Linked DNA regions of Sus scrofa: region 2 is linked to region 1. A link is a contact called in public Hi-C data. All regions are on one chromosome and are shown on one strand. Each heading gives the region's core, a stretch centred on a gene start, on an enhancer-like site or on the middle of the called end of the contact. The rest is flanking DNA. Distances are from core to core; before and after follow the strand shown. Region 1 has its middle 35 kb from the start of ZHX3. Region 2 has its middle 11 kb from the start of LPIN3.

Region 1 (3,582 bases), core at 855-3,354:
CTGCTTCCAAAGCTACACACTTAACCCAAAGCACAAACATCCCTAAGCGTGAACAGTACAAGACAGCCCATCAGAGAGGAGAGCCGGGTCCTGGGACACAGAGCTGAGAAGGGACATGGTGTGTGGCATCATGTGCTGCTGCCGACAGCTGTGGGAGTCCTGCCGATGCCAACGCCCAGCTGCTAAGATACCACCTGTCTCCCAGCCTCGGACCCACAGCCACCTCATGTAATATTTCTTCAGCCACTGATAAAAAAGGAAGGCCAACACCATTGGTGCAGCATCAGGACATTTCATAGCTATCTCCAGGGACTGAATCAGTTCTTTTCTTGATATGCAAAGATTTCTCCTCTATTCTAGAGATAAGGCCATATATTGAGAGGTTATGTTTGAAACCCTTTGGGCAAATACTAGATGTTATCTCCACTGTTGAATATTCACATGATTTTTTATAATCCTAATCCTAATGGGTATATGGAAACTGCCTTTAAAACCCACGAGATCAGGTGTCACTAACCGCTTAGCACTGTGGCAAAAAGTAAACGTAACATAATGTCTGAACTACTTCCTCTGTGCTGGTCTCCGTGTACCAGAAAGTGGTGGGAGTGAATGGATGGATGCAGTGTCCCTTTCATGCTTCAGCAACCCCTTCACAAGGCCACTGGCTTCTGGGTACCTCGGGGCAGGACAGACCCCCCAACCTCCAGAGTACAGTTCTAGGGCCCCAGTGTTCCAAGAGAGGGAGGAACATCAACTTCTAAAACAAAGGCAGTCAGAAGCATATGGGATGAGGGGAGAGAACCAATACTCCAGCACTTGTGCCGCGAAAAGGATGTGCTGCGGGGCATCCGCTCATTCTTACGTAAGGAGTAATGGTGAACTGCGATCTGGAATTAAGATCGCTGCTATCAAGGCAATGGGAAACAATTTCGTCTCCTGGTCACATCTGGGACCCTGGAATCATTTTAAGTTTCAGCCTATATCTGACTGATCATTGTGTAGCCGGTTCTAAGCTCACATACCCTCACAGCTTCAACGATCCTAGGACATGGATGTTGTCTCTCCCATACCTGCATGGAAGCCAGAGCTCAGGGAAATTATGTCTGTGGTCACAGAGATGGAAGAGGATAGCTGGGGACCAGACCAGATATCTTGATGCCAAGTCCAGGGTTCACTGCATGTTGTGCAAGTTTACTATTATATAAACTGGGATTTGCATGGTCATCCTCATGATAGCCAAGCTCTTGTTTTGCTTTCAAAAGAGAAAGAATAAATCATGTTGAAGGGGGCTCATAGAAGGCCAAGGCATGAAGTGTTCAGTGAATGGACACAAGCAGTTTCATGGACAGAGCAGAGACCAGCTCTGACTGAAGAGGAGTGAGGGAAGACCCCAGAGAGGTGAGGCCACCCACTGGGGAGGAGCAGCTTTGGAGGTTAACAAAACCCCTACAAGTGCAGACATGGAGGCAGGCAAGCACAAAGAAAGGGACTCGTGTGGGAAACCCCTTTGATCAGGGCTTCTTAACCTTGGTGTTAACATTTTAGACCAGATAATTCTTTGTTCAGGGGACTGCATTATAGGATATTTAGAGCTTCACCCACTAGGTGCCAGTAGCACCTCCACCCTGCCTCCTTGTGACAATCAAAAGAGTCTCCAGACGCTGCCAAGTGTCCACTGTTGAGAACCACTGCTTCAGATGGCAGTGTGTCAGCAACTGGGGCCTGGCTGGATATGGGGTCTGGGGAGGAGCAGAGCAGAAAGGGGAGGCCACGAACCAGACAGGAAAGGGGACAGATGTGTGCCGAGTGTCCTCTCATCAACCCCTTCAAATACAGACTCTAACAACATCAGGACAAATGGAGCCAAGCAGGACCCCAGGATGAGGCCCCTTTGAAGGATGCTCAGCAGGACCCTGCTGAGAGAAGAACATTGCAGGAGGAAAGAAAGGATTTTAGACTTGACAGCTTGCAAAGGGCTCTTTACTCCTTTCAGTGAACTGAAGCAAGAGAGGAAGACAGGGGAAATGCTACAGGAGCCTGGAAACCCCAAGCTTATCTGAGAGGCTCTAAGGGACCTGGATGAGAAGGAGAGTGAGCTGTGATGTGTCTGTGACAGAGGCATCATCCTTCCCTTCACTGGCTATCTCCACTCCTGCACCTCTCAGCCTTGGACCGCACTTGCCCAGGAAAAGCAGAAAGGAACTGGAATACATATCCTGGGAGACAGGAAGGAGAAGGGGGGTGAAGATGCAAATTCTGAGGTTCAAGAGAGAGACACTGACAGAGTTCAAATAGTGGGCCATGTTTCTCAGTGAAACGAAAACCAGGCAGAACAGGGTCTGGGGGTTTGCAGAGCGGAAAGAGGCAGAGAAACGACTATTTACAAAATGTCCACCAAGGGTGAGGCACATTCAGCTTTCACAGCAGCATAAAATACCTACAAACAGTAAAGGCATTACGGCCTTTTTATAGCAGAGCAAAGCACAGGGTGGGGAGGCGAGGGATTTCACTGGGAGGGCCTCTCGGGACGACCAGGCCAGGTTGGCAGGTTCCCCATGCCGTGCCTCCCCTTGGCCTCAGGACCCACAGCCTCTTGGCCCCTCACCTGCCCATCTGCTCCACTAGACTAAGACCATAAGGGCCTGTTCTGGTTCCGTGTCTCCGGCATTTCCTTACGTGCCAGGCACAGGCCCCCGTTACAGAGGAAGCAGGCAAGAGTTAACGCAGAGGCAAACAAAGAGCCTGCCACCACCGAGGCCCCGCTGTGTGAGCCGAGGGCAGACGCAGCGCACACCCCGTTACGTAAGTGCTGCTCCTGCTCTGCTCGCGGCCACGGGAGGAAAGCGGGGCTCTTTCCTTTCCTGTGCTATATATAATCTCGGTTTTGGCAGAGGGGCATGCTGAGTTCCACAGCTCGGTCACATTAGATATTAATTTTTTTTCTTAAAAATTCGGCAAATTTTCTTTTACTAGTGATGATGCAAAATAATAATACAGAATTGGCTTAAGATTTAGATACTTTTCCCACATTTCCAGCATTTTTCTCCTTCAAAAACAGTCTTTATTTCTGGTTCTACTTCAAGAAGCAAAGGAAGGGTGAAAATGAGAGGACGAACAGACAGCTTGCAACATCCTCTCATCACAGCCTTGATGTTGGCACTCCTAGGTGCCAATCCCAGGTGGGGCAGTGTTTCCCTTTTCAGGCCTCCAACCCCAGATGGGACAATGTTACCCTTTGGTAATTAGGGGCCGATCCATTAATGGATACAGAGTAGGCCAGGTTTGTTTTTGATTTTGCTCATCTGCCTCCTAAGCCCTAACCCTGGAATCCTTGACCTCATGACTACGGAATGAGTATTTCTTCACAGAATCACTCAACTGTCCTGGGACTTGATTGAAGACAGGTTTTGCTTAGTAAATGCCTTCTTCAGCTATACTAAACTTACCTGAAAAATATTTTCTGAGACCTTTAAAAGCATATAGTTACTAAAAATCACCATATGAACTTCGTGTTGGTTCTAAAAGAGTCTCTAATTACTGAAGGCCATGGTTTGTTATTCTAATATGAATTGTTATAACACA
Region 2 (3,676 bases), core at 932-3,431, 89 kb after region 1:
ATATGTGACAATAATTCCCACTTCACTAGGTTGAGTCAAGATTAAGTATGAGCATCCACTCACTAACACATGAAACTACTTCTTATGGGTCTTGTTCTAAGTGCCAGGTGCCAAGTGTGGCTCTGGGGTGTAGTGATGAAGACATAGCATTCCTCAAATGGTATATATAAAGTGTCACATAAAAGAGTAAAATGAAAAAGCACATGACATTAGGAGAGACTAAGTAAGGGAAATTTAATCTAGCCAGAAGGTGTATAAGTTAGCTATTGCTGTGTAACAAACGACTACCAACCTAGGGCTTTAAACAACACACACTGATTATCTCAGTTTCTGTGAATCAGGTGTCTGAGCGTGGCTTAGTTTGGGTCTTTGCCTTAGGGACCCACGAGGCTGTAATCAAGGTGACAGCTGGACTGCATTCTCATCTGGAGGCTCAAGTCGGGAGGAATCACTCCCAAGCCCCCCTCAGGCTGTTAGCAGGATTCATTTCCTTGTGGCTGTGGGACTGAGGACCCCGGCTTCTTGCTGATTATTAGCTTCTAGAAGCCACCCAGAGCTCCTTGCCATGTTTGCTTCCTCAACATGGCTGTTGACTTTATCAAGTCAGCAGGGAGAGTCTCCAGAGCTAGTCTTCTAGCAAGAGCAAGACTTTTTTTTTTTTTTGCTTTTTAGGGCTGCACCTGTGGCATATAGAAGTCAACCCAGACTAGGGGTTGAATCAGAGCTACAGCTGTTGGCCTACACCACAGCCACAGCAAGGATCCAATCTGAGCTGTATCTTCAACCTACACCACAGCTCATGGCAATGCCGGATCCTTAACCCACTGAGCGAGGCCAGGGATCAAACCTGCATCCTCATGGATACTAGTCGGGGTCATTAATACTGAGCCACAACGGGAATTTCCTAGCAAGACTTTGGTATGATGCAACGTACCACGGGAGGTGACATCCCATCACCTTTGCCATATTCTATTGGTTAAAAGCACGTCACACATCCCACTCACACAAAGGCATGAAAACTAGGAGGCAGGGATACAAGGGGTTACCTTAGAGTCTGTCTGCCACTAAAGGTTTCCCCGAGGAAGGAACAATGGAGCTGGAATCCAACAAAGGAACTAACCATATGGATGGGGGAGGAAGCACTGACCAGGTTGAGAGAACAAGCGGGCAGGACGCGCATACAGCATTTACAAAGGATCAAGCATGGTGACTAGCAATACTGTATCACTCTTCTGCTCAACAACCATCAGTGGCTCCTCAAGACCCACAACTTTGCCCTATATTCGAAGCCAGATAGGCCATGTCCTTGCACTCACTGTCTCTCTCCAGTGTCCTCTCCAGTGGTGGCTTCACTCATCACTTCCACCCACGTAGACTGCCCCTGGCCCTCCTGTATATACTCCATCTATAGATAAGTCAAGGCCCAGCATCAAATGATCTCTAAACAATATTTTTGAACATCTATGATCATTCTATTTATGATATATACTCCATCTATAGATAAGTCAAGGCCCAGCATCAAATGATCTCTAAACAGTATTTTTGAACATCTATTATCATTCTATTTGTGAACAACATTTAAATATTTTGAACATCCATGCTAGAGCTTCCTGGAATTGCAAAGCCTGAGATATGATTTCTGGATGCTAGGTAGAGGGGGTAGGGCTGGAATGAAGATCTAAATAAAAAGAGGAAGAACAGGAGGTCCCCTGCTCAAGGTTCAGCCCATGGGACAGTTGGTAAGTCTTGCAGGGATCTTAGAACACAGAGAAAGCTCGATTTCATAGAGTGGTTCATGATCTGTCAGTATTCTTAGGCTAGAAACTGCAAATAGATTCCAAAGGGGCTCAGTCAAACTGACGTTTTTCTGGGAAGGACAGTTGGAGCCAGAAGCTGCCTGGCCGCAGCCCACACTGCTAGATAACCTGGCCAGGCCAAGTCAGTCCTTGTCTGGCACCAACAGCTTGGTTGGCAGAAGTAGGGGACAGCACCGGAAGTTCTCCTGCCCTTCAGCCTAGGGATCCCTGACCACGTTCAGAGCCTGTCCCTTAAAGGCTGGAAGAGGCCCCAGCAGCACTGCAGCCTTAGCCACATCACCAGGGGAAAAGAACAAGGAAGAGAAAAGCGACCCACGTCAGTGGCCCAAGGCCTGTTCCTCCAGCCGACAGCTGGGAGGGGGGAGCTGGGCTGGGGGCGGGGCCGGCGGTGGAGGGCGGGACCACCGGGGGCCGGGCCGGTAGTGGTGGGCGGGGTCGGAGGGGCTGTTTCGCCAGCCCCACCTCCTAGGCTAGAAAGGAGCTGGCCTTGGAAGCTGCAAGCCGGGCCTTGGAACCACCACCTGCCCAAAGCTCTGATTGGGGGTTGAGTCTCTGCAGCTGCCTTGGAGGGCAGAGGCAGCCTGGATCTAGGGGCAAAAGAAGGCCTGACACCCCCGGGTTTCTTCTCCGCCCTGCCCACCACAATCTTCCTTAGTACCTGCTCTACACGGAAGCCAGAGGCTTTTTCTCATGGCCCACTAAAGCTTCTAACTTTGCTTTGAGGGCAGAATACCCTCCCCCCTCCACACACACAATCTGATTCCTCCCCTGCTCCCTACTCACCTTGTCTCATCTTCCATCATCAAGACAGAACCACCCCCAGGTAGCTCCGCATGGCCTTTCTACAAACTAGTCCTTACACTTGGAACACTGTTCCCACCCTTCTTCATCTAATTCCAACCTATTTTTCAGGCTTAGATAGAGATCTACTCTGGAAAGCATTCCTTGACCCTCCCATCCTGCTGTGGGCTTGTGGGCTCGGCCCCCCCAGTCCAGTCATCTTACATCACAATTGCCTGACTGCCTGTCTGTTCTTCTCCTTCCTCCCTCTTCTTCCTCCCCTTCCCCCTCCCCCCACCTAGACTACGGGGTTGCTGCAGTATCTCCAGAGCCTGGCCCAGGCATGGTACTCAGAATGATCACAGGCGTCCTGTCCGGTGGTCCTCTACCATTTCCTATACCTCTACCTGGACGGCAGGCTTCTGCAGTTAGTTCATCTCTTAGAGCAGCAGGTCACAAACTAGAGCAAGCATCAGAGACACTTCAGTGCCACAAAAGGGAGCTTATTAAAATACAGACTGCTGGGCTCCATCTCCAGAGTTTCTGATTCAGTAGGTCTAGAGCGGGGCCTGAAAATATGCATTTCTAAAAAGTTCCCAGGTGATGTTGCAGCTGCTGGCCCAGGGACCACACTTGAAGAATCATGACTTATAACCCGTGGACTAAGAGAAAATACTTGCAAATGATGCAGAGCTTGATTTCCAAAATATACAAAGAGCACATATAACTCAACAACAAAAAACCAAACAACTCAATCAAAAAACAGGCAGAAGGTCTAAACAGACACATCTCTAAAGATGATATACAGATGGCCAACAGGCACATGAAAAGATATTCAACACCACTAATTATTAGAGAAATGCAAACCAGAACTACAATGATTTACCACCTCACACCGGTTAGAATGGCCATCATCAAAAAGACTACAAATAACAAATGCTGGAGAAGGTGTGGTGAAAAGGGAACCCTCCTACACTGTTGGTAGCAATGTAAATTGGTACAGCCACTCTGGAAAATAGTATAGACATTGCTCAAAAAACTAAAAATAGGGAGTTTCCTTGTGGCACAGTAGATTAAGG

The links. Hi-C and Micro-C count contacts between places; a contact is called where the count stands out from the background.
Region 2: a contact with region 1 is called in a Hi-C map of liver, with 5 times the contacts expected there. The contact joins two enhancer-like sites. A contact is called at or near these places in 19 of 47 Hi-C or Micro-C datasets (adipocytes, alveolar macrophages, brain and 9 more) and 2 of 2 datasets of contacts at active chromatin or transcription factors (alveolar macrophages and skeletal muscle).

What each region holds. Positions count from the first base shown.
Region 1 is chr17:43,892,062-43,895,643 of Sscrofa11.1, forward strand. It overlaps a transcript of ZHX3 not described here. Among named protein-coding and RNA genes, the nearest start is that of ZHX3, 35 kb to the left of the region's middle. Within about 2 kb of position 2,105, at least 28 of the 83 cell types and tissues checked have an H3K27ac peak or open chromatin away from gene starts, as enhancers often do. A contact at or near this core is called in liver, omental adipose tissue, retroperitoneal adipose tissue and 2 more, where this site is marked.
Region 2 is chr17:43,981,345-43,985,020 of Sscrofa11.1, forward strand. No RefSeq gene overlaps it. Among named protein-coding and RNA genes, the nearest start is that of LPIN3, 11 kb to the right of the region's middle. Within about 2 kb of position 2,182, at least 28 of the 83 cell types and tissues checked have an H3K27ac peak or open chromatin away from gene starts, as enhancers often do. A contact at or near this core is called in liver, omental adipose tissue, retroperitoneal adipose tissue and 2 more, where this site is marked.